Linked DNA regions of Anser cygnoides: region 2 is linked to region 1. The links are chromatin contacts, called in public Hi-C maps. All regions are on one chromosome and are shown on one strand. The core of a region is the stretch at or near the end of the contact, and the rest is flanking DNA. Distances in the headings are between cores, read along the strand shown.

Region 1 (6,928 bases), core at 3,418-5,917:
GCTAAAAGCGTACGGTGCTCTGACGGAGAACGTCACTCGGAAGTACACCAGGCAGATCTTGCAGGGAGTCTTCTACTTGCACAGCAATATGATTGTCCACAGGGACATTAAAGGTGAGTAGGTAACGCAGGGAAGCTTCTTGCTTGCTTAGGTTTCTTCAGCCTAGCCTCACCCCGCCCCAATATAATTCTTGTGCAAAACATAGAGCAGGTATCTGGTGTTTAAGTCATTTTTGCCCCAGCTTTGCCTCTTGAGCCATGAAAATCTTGAACAAGCAGCTGGAACCAAACTCTTGTTCTGTCTTCCTGCCTGGGATGCCCAGGCTAGATACTCTTAAGAGAAACTAACTGCCTTTACAGCTGTCAGATCTCCACATTTCTAAAAATCTGGGGCAACACACGCAAGAATTGAGAGGCCCTGGTGATGGGAGGGATCTGAAGCTCTCTTCTGCTGTCAGTGGAAGCAGAACTCATCATCTCCCGTTCACTGCTCACTCTTTGGAAACCTGCTGAGTGAGACTGTCCAGGAGAGCCAGAGGGAATCCGCTCTCCTAGAGAGCAGCTGCCTAGGAGAGAGGGATGTAAAATCCTGGTGCTGAGTCCAGCCCCAGCAAGACCCTTTGGGTTCCCTCACGCCCAACTCTTTGCCTCTGCCCTTCCTGCTCTCCCTGCTGTGGCTGCTCAATTCGACTTGCTGCTTCATCGCCTGGGGTTTTTGTTGTTGCTTTTCGTCACCAGGTGCCAATATTTTGCGAGATTCTGCTGGAAATGTGAAACTTGGAGATTTTGGGGCCAGCAAACGTATCCAGACCATCTGCATGTCTGGGACCGGGATTAAATCTGTCACGGGAACGCCGTACTGGATGAGCCCAGAGGTTATCAGCGGAGAAGGCTACGGAAGGAAAGCTGACGTGTGGTAAGGAATAGAGTAAAAACCTCGCCACTGCCACGTAAATCTGACGATCCCTTTGGGAAGCTGTAGTGGGAGCAACAACTATAGCTAGTGTTTAGAAGATGGAAAGGATGCAGAGGATGGAAATGGGAGGTGAATGTCAGGATCAAATATGCAGACACCCAGAGGGAGCAAATCATAGCTGAAAGCCGCCAGAGAGGAGCACACAAAACCACAGCTTGCTTTCGGAAGGCCCCGTGTGTGAGGACCACATGTGGCTCAGCTGTGTAGCTGCTGTCTAATTCTGGAAAGCAAGCTGATGACAGAGTTTGCCAGAAGAGCTGCTGAGTTCCGGTCACCCCGTTTTTGGGTTATCTAAGCCCAGCTTGGAGGCTCCGTGTGATCTTTTGGCAACCTCTGAAAGTCTGCTGCTGGATGTTTGCATGCGGCTCGGACACGAAGACGACCGAAATCATTGGGTGCTTCTGAGTGTTTTGAGAGGCCTCTCTGGAGGATGTCAGCTGGAGCCTGAAAGAGCAAGGATAACTCGACTTGTCCTCCCAGTAAACGGGGATAGAGTCAGACGTAAATCTGTAGGCAAGCATGATTCGTTCTGGCTCTACTGTTTGGGGAACTACATCCTAGTATTGAAACTGGGGTGTCTAAACGCATCTGGGTTTTCCTTCGGGGGGTGCTCCCATAAGGTTCCTTGCGTTCTCAGCCACGTACTTTATAAAGCTTAATCTCTGGCAGCTAAAGCAGGCAGAAAAGCCACCAGTTTTAGGACAAATCTCACTAGCGGGAGTGGAAGGCCACCCCAGCCCCGTACGTGCTGTCTCACCCCGCCTGCTTGCCCTCGTTGCAGGAGCGTGGCCTGCACCGTGGTGGAGATGCTAACGGAGAAGCCGCCGTGGGCGGAGTTCGAAGCCATGGCGGCGATTTTTAAGATCGCCACGCAGCCCACCAACCCCCAGCTCCCCGACGGCGTCTCCAACTCCTGCCGCAACTTCCTCAAGCAGATCTTCGTGGAGGAGAAGCGGAGGCCGACGGCCGAGGACCTGCTGAGGCACCCCTTCGTCAACTGCGGGCTCTGAGCCCCGGGCGGCGGCTTGGGGAAACGCCGGTGGGACAGGGGGGGGGCCGCCAGACCCGCGGCCCTTTTTGCACCCTGCGGTTCACACCTCAGCCCCGGGCTCGTCCTGCTTGGTGGCCCCCCCGGGTCCCTTCTCGCTCGTCACCAGCTCGGTGGCTGCTGCCTTGTGGGATTTTTGAAGGCACGCTCGGGACCGTTGGAGGCTGGAGACGCAGGCCACCACCGGGATTTGGGGACGAGGGCTTCCCCGGAAGCGCTGGCCTCGGGGCGAGCACCCTCCTCGTCCCCGGGACCAGCGGAGGAATAAGATGCTGGGTGCCCGTCACCGCTCCCCGCAGAGGAACAGGCGCCAGGCTTCGGCCCAGCTGGAGATGATCCTCAGACCGCGGAGTCGGGGGGGACCCGGTGTCCCCGTTCACGAGGGGAAGGGAACCCTTTGGAGGTGGCAGCGCCAGGCAGCCCCGCCAGAGGGGCGGCGTTCGCTCCTGTCCTGTGCCTTAAGCGGTTACAATCGCGGAGTGACCCCCGACTCGGCGCCTGGCAGGGAGTCGGGCGCATTTATGCAGACGTCTTGCCTTTGTGTGCGTGCGTGCGTGTGCGTGTGGAGCGGGAGGAGCGCGGCTGGGCCTCCGCACGACCCGGCCCGGTTCCTACAATCAGGCAGAGAGGACCTGCGGGACTGCACGAGCATGAAGCCGCAGCCTGGGGCCGCAGGGCTGCGTAGATCGCGTGCAGCTGGGCTTCCTTCTGCAATGTTTCGGAAGTCGTAGGAGAAATTGGGAAAGCTTAAAGCGTTGCTGGGCCACGGCCTCTGACCGACACTACTACCCTGTGGGGAGCAAGCAAAGAGGCCCCGGGAATGAATTTATCAGATCTTGGTGATTTTGGACAAATTAATTGCATCGCCCCATCTCCTGCTTCCTTGCTGCATTAGCTGTTTCCCCCTGGCTCAGCGAAGGTTAAACAAGCAGTTCCCAGGGTGGTGCCAGCTTCAGGCCACCGTGTCAAACACAGGTTTATTTTATTTTATTTTATTTTATTTTCATTGAAAATGAAAAGGGTTGCCTGGAGCAAAGGGGAAATGGAGAACGGGGCTGGTTGTGTGACTTTGCACATCCTTGAATTCTGCCGGGCGGAAGAGATCGAGTCGTGCTGTGGCTACAGCTCCAGAGAGAGAGGCAGAAACCAGAATTATTTCAGTTAAAGAAAAAAAGACTGGGGCTGTTTGGGCAAATTAAATAGCTAGAAGGGTTCCCTGTCAGTGTGTCCACGGAGCTGCCGAGGCCGGCACCTACCCGAGCTTTGTGTCTGGCCACCAGGGTGGTGGATGCCGGATCTCCGGGCCGTCCCCTCCGCAGGGGGGGAATAGTCGCCTCCTTCCTCTAGGGGAAAGAAAGGATTTTATTCTGTGAATAGGACCAAATCACTCTGGTTAGTTCTAGAGGATGGATTAAAAAAAAAAAAAAACACAAGAAAAAATGTGCTGGCAAATAAGGTGTTGTCAGAAGAGACGAACAAAAAGGGAGTTTCAGTAAAGCTGGAAATGTTTTTATGCTGTTTTCTCCCCTTTCACCGAACCTGTTCAGCTTTGATTTTTCACCCCTTAGGGGTGGATGTGAGCTGTTATTTTCTCCAAAGACTCGAGAACAAAAGTGGGGCCCAGCCGCGCTGCCCGAGCGCTGGGGGAGGCTACGGGGGACCCTCCAAAACGCTCCCTGGGGCCTCGTCAGCCCCACAAAGCACCCCAGAAAGCCTCCCTGGGACAGCCTGGTCCCCTGGCTCATGGGTGAGTGTGTTTGTATGTGTGTGTGTACATGGGGGTGTACATGGGGGGGTGTGTACAGGGGTGTGCGTGCAAGGCTGCGTGTGAGTGCGCGCGTGTGAGTGCGACTCGCTCCTCAGGTGCCTTTGCCTTTGTGTTTTTTTAAAAACCCTCGCAGTGTTCTGATGTACAAAATGAAAACTAGAAGAGAATGTAATATTATGCCATGTAAATTTCCTTTTTTTTTTTTTTTTTTTTATATTTTTTTTTATTTTGCCCAGCGCACCCGGGGGAGCGGGGCGGCCCTGCTGGGGCCGTGTCCCCGCTCCGCGTGCGGTGTCGCCGTGTGTATCCCAGAGAAACGTTTTCCTTCCGTTGGAAAAAGGCTCCGGTGTGATGTTGTGCGTCTGCCGAGCGTGTGGCCAGCCCCCTGTGTCGTTCCCTCCTCGGGGGCTGCTGAGCAGCGGGGCGGGGGGCTTGGGCCTGAAATAGGGACCACCACCACGCATGCACTCCCCGGTCACGTTGGCCTGGTGTTACACCACGGCAAAAGGTTGGGGGCGGGCTCTTTTATTTCTGCCTTCTTTCGTTTCATTCATTTATTCTTATTTTTATTTATTTGCATTTTATCTTTTCAGACACTCATAGAATTTGCTATTAATTTTAATTTTAATTTTAATTTTTAATTTTAATTTTTATTTTTATTCTAATTTTTATTCTAATTTTAACTTTTTTTTTTTTTTAACCTTTTATTTGTCTTATTTCCTTTTTTTCCGTTTATTTACCCCAATCCCTTCCCTCCCCCCTTCCTCCTCCCCACCCACCCACGGAGCCCAACCCGGGGGGGGGGGGCCCAGCGAGCGGTGGGCGTGGCCATGCAAATGAAGAGGGCGTGTCCCCGCGAAGCCCCGCCCCCCTCCCTCCCCGCCGCGGGGTCGTCAAGATGGCGGCGGCGGCCGGGGACGCCAAGATGGCGGCGGGGGGCAGCGGCGGGGCGCTGCGGCGGGTGCGGGCGGTGCTGGGGCACCTCTCGGGGCAGCCCCCGGCCGCCGTGTGGGCAGCGCCCTGCGGGAGCCGGGCCGGGGGAGCCGCCGGCCCCGACGACGTGGTGGTGGTGCACGGGAGGAGGACGGCCATCGGCCGAGCCAAGCGCGGGGGGTTCAAGGTACGGCTCTGCTTTTTTGGGGTGTGGGGGGGTTCCCCTCCCTGCTGCCCCTCGCGCCTCCGGACCCCAAAATCCTCGCTTCCCCCTCAGGGAGCTGTCCCCGCCCCAAAGTGTTGAGCCTCCCCCCCCACCAGCACCCCCTCAGGGGTTACCCTCGCTGCCCACCGCCCAGGGGGGGCTCCGCTCGCCAACCATCAGGAAAATAAAATCATTTTTTGGGGGTGCTGCGGTGCCACCGGGAGCCCCCTAGCCCCGCAGGCTGCTGTGGGGTGCCCAGCCCCGTCATGTCCTGCCCCACGCTGAGCCCACCTGTCCCGGTTCCCTGAGGAACCGCGGTGAGGAGCATCTCCCTCACCTTGCTGCGGACCTCTTGGTGTGGACCTCCTGGGCCAGCCTTCTCCTTGCCGAGCCATAGCAGTGGTGTCCCGGGGTCTGAGCAAGACCCAAGCATGGTGCCAGGCGACTGCTGTCGCTTTCTGTCTTCCTCAGTCTCTTCTCACATCACGTTCCCACAAACCCAGCCCCGGGACAGCCACGGCACCTGCAAGTGGAGGTGGTGGTGGTGGGACATGAGGTGTTCCCAAGCTGCCTGTGTTTTTTCTGGGCTTTCAAGGGGCTGTGTTGAATTTGGGGTCGATGACGGCACACACAGCTATAGTCTTAAGTCACTGATTTGTGCAAAACCCACTCCAGGCGTGTGCCACGCGCTGCTGGGCGCTGAAATCCCCGCAGTAACTCAGCTGGAGCTCTGCGGGTGGTGGGGTCCAGCTGCTGCCCTTTGGGGTCATCTCGGTTTTACACAGAGGGAACTCCGAGTCTCTGCATGCTCGTGCCATATATAACTCATCCTAGTTGCTTTACTTTCAAGGCCCTACGACACACATTCGTATAAATCCCAGCTAGGTGAGCAAGCTGCGCGTGTTACAGTGCTTGAAAAACACTCAAGGCAAAAACACACATAAGAGTAACGCCTTTGTAGGAAAACTCAGCTCGGTCTGGTGGTGGCTGTAGAGGTGAGGTAGCGCTGCGTAAGCCCGGGCACCGACCCTCTGCAGCAGCACGAAGGCGAGCTGGTGGCGGGGCAGTCGTCGGTGTTCGCTGAGTAGCGCTAACCCCGTGTGCTTGCAGGATACCACGCCCGATGAGCTGCTGTCTGCCGTTATGACCGCCGTCCTGCAGGACGTCGGGCTTCGTCCAGAGGCGCTGGGAGACATCTGTGTGGGTGAGTGATCGCCCTCCGTCCTGCTAGAGGCTCTGGGACAGGCCCACGGGAGACTGGCGGGTGTTGTGGGGATCAGAAGGGGTTGATGCGTGGCGTTATTACGCTCGTGAAATTAACACGCCCTTGATGACTGTCCCAAGTGGCTGGGCTCCGATCAGATGGCACCGAGCCACGGTGACACTAGTGTCCCTTCGGTGTCCGCAGCAAATAGCAGGGGCAGTGCAACAGATTGATGGGAATCCTGTCTTTGCACGCAGGAAATGTGCTGCAGCCGGGAGCCGGCGCTTTGGTCGCAAGAGTTGCACAGTTTCTAAGGTAAACTCAACCAGATCGAGGTTTCTTCTGGTCTTCTTGGGCCTCGGCTACAGAGCAGCGCTGGGTGAGAGGTCGTGATGAGGCTCGTGAGCTCGTAGGAGTTTCTGGCAGATCACCTTTTGCCTAGAAGTCAGACTTTGATCGAGCGTTCGGAGAGCCCTGCTGGGAGAAGCAGGCCCTGTTGGCAGGGGCCGGGCGGTGCTGCGGGGAGCGGCCTCCCCTTCCACGCAGACGCTGCTCCCCTGATCTCCCCCCGTCAGCACAGCGGTGCCAGTGACGGAGGCGTGAGCACTTTGCTTGCTCCTGGCAGCCTTCCCAGGGAGGCAGAGGTGAGGCTGATTAACCTCTGTGCCGCCTCTGGACGGGAGGTCTCGTTTTGTGGGCTCCCAGCTGCTTCTCCGTACCGCAGGGCTGTGCTTCTCTCTGCTGTACCTGAGCCCCAAACTAAGCAGTCATCTCCGTTCTTTGCTTTTCAGAATT
Region 2 (6,849 bases), core at 2,995-5,494, 550 kb before region 1:
CGGCGCTCGCGGGCAGCCACGATGCCCCAAAACCTCGCGTCTCCTTGTTTTTTCTTTTTTTTTCCTCCTCCTGTTCCGTCACCCATTGCTTTTAAGAAACAACCAGGAGCGAAGGAAATCTCCAAATCCGTGGCGTGGGTCTGAAGGGAAGCCCGAAGCGGAGGTTTGCGTGGCACCGCTGCCTCCTCGTCCACACGGAGTGACCAAAAACTGCGAAAATAAACTCTGGGAAGCACCAGCTCGTGCCGCAGGACACCCACTCGCTGCTCCAAGGATACTTCGTTCACCACCACCTTCCAGCCAACGGAGGGAGCACCCAGCTCGTCCAAGGATGGGATCTCCAGTAGGATGGGAGTCGAACGGGCAAGGCGAGCGGGTGTCATTTTGACTTCGTCCCCTCCTGCGGGGACACCGGCGCGTGGTGGAGCAGCCGAGGTCATGGCGCTGGAGACGAGTCCCTGGGCAGCGACACTGCTCTGGTGCAGCTCACCCCATCCCGGAGCCACTTCTGCTTGACGCCACCTCCCATTTGATGTCCATCCATCCATCCATCCATCTGTCTGTCTGTCTGTCCATCCTCCCCTCCAGGGCCAGCCCTCCCCAAGCACAAGCACCCTCCTCTCCACCCCAAAACCTGCCCCTGGGGATGCGCTGGGAAGGGAACGTTGCTGCCAGCCTGGGGAGCATCAGGACTTTTACCTAGGGCCAACAAAAAAACCCACAAACGACATCTTTTTATAAAGGGGTTGCCCAATTTTTAGGACTCCCAGAGAAGAGAGCAGAAGGGTGATGCTGCAGGGCGAGGCAGCCCCGATGCTCAGGTCACCTGCAAAGCCGGATTTCCCAGCCAGAGCAAACCAAGCCGTATTACGGATGGTGCAATAATTTATTTATTTGGGAGGGGATTTTACAAAATATGTCTTCACGCATCTACCCCAAAAACCCACCCTCTGGATGGGGGTTCAGCTGGCAGCTCAAAGCCGGTGCCCTCCCCTCCTCGCTCCCAGCGCTCGGCTGTGGAATTCGCGCCGTGGGAGCGGTGCCGCCGAAACCACCGGCCGCAGCCGGGATATTTGAACTGCGGTGATGCCGCCAGCCTTAGACTTCAGTCCGCATTTGTGCCTAGCACAGAAGTCACAAAAATGTGCACGGCAGCGTGAAAAAAAAGGAAAATATCTCTGCTCGGCGGTGCAAATCTCTGTGAGCAGCACAGAGCGCAGGAGGATTTTACCACCTTCTCTCTCTCTCTCTTCATTTTTTTTATTTTTTTTTTTACATAACCTGAAATAAAATAATCCTATCTTCCTTTTAGTTGCCAAAAAAGACATTCTGTTCTTGGCTAAGACTTCTTACTCATCTATTTTACTGAAAACAGCTTTTGGAACAAGTACATAATGCAATGGATCAAACCCGCAGGAATTCCTCTCTGGCACCAGAACTCCCACTATCCTGGGAATACTTTCTAACAAATATTTAGCCCAGATGTGCATTCCTTTCTTTCTCTCTCTCTCTCTCCCTCCTTTTTTTTTTTTTTTCAAGCATTTAAGTTTTTTTTTTTGGGGGGGGGGTCTAATGAGGGGGGAAGGGAAGCGAATCTGCTAAGTCCCATTTCTGGCGCCCAGCGAGTTGCAGGGTACAGCCCTAATACGCAGGAATGCGAAGAATTAATGTTTTAACTATCCTCCTCTTGGACAACGTATCAACAGTAAATATTTCGAGTAATTTAGATTTAAGAAGGCTTGGCATTTGTTTAGCCCAGCGAGCAGGAAGGCAACCAAAACCACTATCAGCGGCCACTCGGGCTGGTTCTAAGAGGCTGCACAAAGAGATACCACGGATAAGAAGGTTCGGCGCCCGATTTTGGGGCCCTATCTGCACTTTTTACGGGGCGGCGCACGCAGCCACGCAAGGCAGGCGAAGGAAACCTCTCCCAGCGTACCCTTGCTTGCGCTGCTGCTCCTCGAAGCAGCTTCTAGGGTATCGTGGCAATATTTGCAATTTCTTCTTTTCCAACCAGGGAATATCCCAAAGGGTGGAAGGATCCCAACTCTGCGCGCAAGCTGAAAGCAGACTCTTCTTCCACAAAGCAACTTGTGTTAACAAAAAAAAAAAAAAAAGCAAACAACCAGTGCAATGCACTAAAAGCACATATTTTCAGAGCCAACCTCCTGGCTCTAGGAGCACCAGCATCCTCCCGCTGCCCGGGCAGCCGGGTGGGCTCATCCCGGAGCATGGGGTCGAGGTCGCAGCCCAGCCCCAGCTCCGTGCCTCGAGCCAGGATAAATATTGGTTTAAAAACCCGCTTCAGCCAGGTACGACTCACGCAGTGAACCCCGGGGGAGTCTTTTGCCCCCCTTTCCCAGGTGTTCATTTGCACGCAGGTCGGGTGACCTCGGCATGAGCGTTGCGAAAAACCGGTGCGGCGCTGAGCCTTGTGCTGAGCCCCCCGAAATCCTCGCCAGCTCATGGCAGCAGGGAGCCTGGCAATGCCTGCAGGCAACTTCGTCACCCCCGTGCTATCGGCACCGACTCACTGCCCGTCCATTTAACTATTTTAATTCCTGCCATATTTACCTCCGTGGGTTCCCAGCCGCCGCTGGGGCAGCCTCCCTGCGAGGTCGCTTCCCAGTTTCGGGGCCAGCAGCGGTGCCGTCCGGTTCAGCCCAGCTGATTTTCCCCCCCTTCCAAGGCCGGGTCTAAGGTTTCATAACCTTCCCCCTGGTTAAAAATAACCTCCCCTGCCGCCGCACGACCCAGGCGCGGAGGCACGGATCCGCTCGCGGTGCCACAAGTGCGCTCTCCTGCGGGGCTGGGCGAAACGCCTTCCCCGGGGAAGCAGGGCGAAAGAGCTCGCTCCTGCCAATATTTCGGGAAGCTCGCAAAGAAAAAACTCCGCGGGGTTTGCCACCGAGCCCTTCTTTCTCCCTGACAGCCCGAAAGGTAAATAAGAAACATTAGCAAACGCATTAAAAGGTTATCTGGCACGGCCGGGACGAAGCGGGCTCCAGATGTACTCGGCGCAGATTGCACTGCAATAAATATGAAAGGGGCGAAGCGTGCTTTGTCTAGGAAAATCCTCTATTTGATTACACCTGATGAATAATTCACGGCGGGTTTCCATACTCGTCCTCCCGTAGGTACACGCCGTGCGTTACCTTGCCGGCCGTACATACGCCCCCGTTTCCTGCGCTGAATTATTAAAGGCTCTCCGGGAGCCGCGGGAGAAACGCTCCGGCACGAAAGCGAAGCACGGAAAGGAAATAATAAAAAGAAATATATATATATATAAAAAAAAAAGGAAAAATAATAATAATTAGCTGTGGGACAGGGCTTCTCCCTGCGCGCCAGCCCCATCCCACGGCGACGCTGGGCACGGCGGAGGTGACAGGCGCTCGGGGAAGCCAGAGAAGAGGAATAAATCGACGTTTGGAAACTCGAGCGGGTTTATTCGCTGCTCTTGTTCCTTATTTCCCCCCCCCCCCCCCCCCCAAGGTGCGGTGTGAGAGCCCCCCCCGGGTCGGTTGTGAAGGAGACCCGGGGGGGGGCGCCCCGTCCGTCGGTCGGGCGGTCGGTCGGTCGGTCGGAGCGCCGGTAGGTGTTGCTGTAGCGACGGGAAAACATCCCCGAGCCGGGGAGTTTGGGGAAGAGGGAGCCTGCCGGGCTCGCCCCCCCCCCCCCCCCCCCCCCCCACGGGTTTTATTTCACCATCACCGCACCGGAGGCGCAGCGTTTCTTAGCGAGCTGACGGGGGGCGCGCTCCATCCCCCCACCCCCCAAAAAAAAAAAAAAAAATTTTTTTTTTTTTTTTTAAGGGGGGCACAGCAGGGTCTCCCCAAGACTCTCCCCTTTCCCCCTCTTAGCCAAGAGGTCCGGGGAGCTCCGCGATGTGTCCCGCTTGTGTCCCCGATGCGCGTCCCCCCCCCCAGCTCCCTTCACCCCCAGCCCGGCTGGGAAAGAAGGTTGGGGGGGGGGGGGGGGGGCAGTCAGCCAGACCCCGATCCCCAAAACCCCCCATCACGGATTCACCCCCAAACCCCCCCACCACGAACCCAAACCCCCCAAATAACCCAGCCAAGCCCCTTACCTGAGGAGGCGGCGGCGGGTGTCGGCGGCGGCGGCGGCTCCGGCTGCAGTGGCGGCGGCGGTGCCTGGCGCGGCGCCTCCCGCTCTGCCGCTGCCGGGGCTGCGCCGCGCCGCGCTGCCCTTTTTCGTCAGTGGAAAACTCCGGGCTCTGACGCAGGCGGTGACAGGAGCGGGGCCGGCTCGGCCCCGGGCCCGCCCGGTTTCCTGCTTCTCTTCTCCCCCCCCCCCCCCCCTTCCTCCGTTCCCCGGGCGGGGCGCCGAAGCTCGGCTTGGCCTGGCCCCGCCGCCGCCATCCCGCCCGGCCCGCCGGGGGCGCTGCCCCTGAGGGGCCGCTGAGGCGCCGGGTGGCGGCCGCACGGGGTGGGGGACACGGGGGACGGGGGGGGGGGGGGGGGGGTGCGATCGGGGAAATTAAGTGGGGTGCTACGGGGGGTTATGGCTGTGAGGGGACTCAAATGGGTCTGGGGGACTCAGGGTGTTCAGAGCCCGCAAGGGGTTGGGGACCCACAACCACTCAGGGACCCTAAAATGGGTTTGGGTGCCTCAGAGGATTCAGACCCCACAAGGGGTCGGGGACCCACAACCACTCCAGGGCCCCAAAATAGGTTTGAATGCCTCTGAGGATTCAAATCCCACAAGGGGTTGGGGACCCACAGGCATACTGGGACCCCAAAGTGGGTTTGGATGCCTCAAGATACTCAGACCCCATAAGGGGTTTGGGACCCACAACCACTCAGGGACACCAAAATGCGTTTGGATGCCTCAGAGGATTCAGATCCCACAAGAGCTTGGGGACCCACAACCACTCTGGGACCCTAAAATGAGCTTGGATGCCTCTGTGTATTCAGGTCCCACAAGGGCTTGGGGACCCACAACCACTCCAGGACCCTAAAATGGGTTTGGATGCCTCAGAGAATTCAGAATTCACATGGCATTTGGGGACCCACAACCACTCTGTGACCCTAAAATGGGTTTGGACGCCTCAGGGTGTTGAGATCCCACAAGGGGTCGGGGACCCACAAGCACTCTGGGACCCAAAAATGTGTTTGGATGCCTCGGTGTTTAGATCCCACAAGGGTCTGGCAACCTACAGCCATGCTGAGACCCCAAAACAGGTTTGGATGCCTTGGAGAATTCAGATTCCACAAGGGTTTGGTGACCCACAGGCACGCTGGGACCCCAAAATGGGTTTGGATGCCTCAGAGTATTCAGATCCCGCATGGCATTTGGGGACTCACAAGCAACAACCCCACAGGACCCACAGCTTGGACACCCAAATGGATTTGGGCCTCACATATGACTTGGGTCCCTTCAGGGGTTTGGGACCCACAGGCAATGGGTTTGAGCCCAACAAGGTGTTTGGGTTCCCACATGGATTTTGGGATCCATGGGCACAGCTTGGGCACCAACATGAATAAGGACCCCACAGGGGGTTTGGGTCCTTCATGGGTTTTGGGACCCACGGGTTGGGAGCCAACCAAGCCCAGATGTTTGAGTCCCACAAGGAGTTGGGGCCCCATGAGGAGTTTGGGCCCCACAAGAGGTTTGGGACCCAACAAGCAGGCTTAGATACCAAGATCTGGGCTGGCAGGTTTGGGCCTAAGGTGTTTTGGGACCCATGATCAAGAATTGACCTCTGAAAGGGGTTTGAACCCCACAAAGAGCTTGGGTATCATAAGCAGGCTGGGCAGCAAAAGAGATTTGGGACCCACAGAGGGGTTGGGACCCACAAGCAAGGTTTGGCCTCTTTAAGGTGTTTGGGCCCTCCAAAAAGACTTGGGGCACAGCAGCATGGCTTTTGTCCCCAGAAAGGGATTTTGAACCCAAAGGGATTTTGGCCCCAGAAGGTGTTTGGGCCCTATTGATGAGGGTTGATCCCCCAAGGGGATTTGGGCCCCCAAAATTGATGTAGACCCCCTGGACATGGGTTGGCCACCAAATAAGTTTGATCCTTTCAAGAAAGTGTTGTCCTCTAAGGGATCCCAGAAAGGACTTTAGCCCTATAAGCAAGGCTTGGCCCTCAGAAGGATTTAAGGCCCCACCAGCAAGAGTTGCAATGTTTTATGGGTTCATGTCCCAGTGCAGTTCTACCAGCAGATACATTTTAGGGGGATGGAGCGACATTAAAAGTGATAATTTTTTTTCCACTCCCTGCCAGCGCAGGGCCCTACGAGCAGTGGGCTTAGTGGGACGGGAAGCGATGCGCTGGGGGCTTTGAGAGTGGTATTAAAAAGATGGTGAAGGAGGACAATTTTTTATTTTTTATTTTTATTAATTTTACTCCTGCTGGACGTGCACTGTTGTGCGAGTTTCTTTGTGGCAAGGAAGGCGTTGCAAACCCTGGAGTTTGGGGGGCAGCGGGGAGCCAGCACCAGGTTCCCCCAGCTCTGGTTGCTGTGGTGTTGAGCTGAAGATATCCGCACGCCACCAGGAGCTTCCAGAGAGCTCCAGGTTTCTGACTCGGGTGATCAAACCCTTTCCATCAGCAGGTGAGGCGCAGGTTTACCTGACATTCCTCAATTTTGCTATTTTGCCGTATTTTTGCCCCACAAGCTGGAGCTGGACCATCGACAAGCAGCGTGGTGAGAATCCCCGGGTTATGGTGCTGCCTTCTCTCGGGGATGCTCCTTAAAACCTAAAGCTCTAACACCTAACAGCGACAACTCCCAAAGCACGGCAGGGATGAGCTGAATTTGTTTCACAGACGCAGACGTCGTGGAGGCAATACGTAACTGCAGTGCCCTGCTGCCGGGTGGGTCCTGCCTT

The links. A called contact is a pair of places that touch in the nucleus more often than the background predicts.
Region 2: a Hi-C map of liver shows a contact between it and region 1, with 3 times the contacts expected there. The contact joins the promoter of CSRNP1 here to the promoter of ACAA1 in region 1. A contact is called at or near these places in 2 of 7 Hi-C or Micro-C datasets (both in liver).

Annotation. Positions count from the first base shown.
Region 1 is chr2:5,516,574-5,523,501 of Taihu_goose_T2T_genome, reverse strand. ACAA1 (acetyl-CoA acyltransferase 1) reads left to right here and starts at 4,667. Exons shown (of 12, transcript XM_066991431.1): 1 at 4,667-4,911; 2 at 6,040-6,133; 3 at 6,391-6,448. The coding sequence starts at 4,690. It overlaps LOC106036842 (mitogen-activated protein kinase kinase kinase 3-like), which reads left to right. Exons shown (of 15, transcript XM_066991411.1): 13 at 1-113; 14 at 738-915; 15 at 1,757-3,042. The coding sequence ends at 1,985.
Region 2 is chr2:6,064,049-6,070,897 of Taihu_goose_T2T_genome, reverse strand. It overlaps CSRNP1 (cysteine and serine rich nuclear protein 1), which reads right to left and starts at 4,244. Exons shown (of 5, transcript XM_066991433.1): 1 at 4,085-4,244.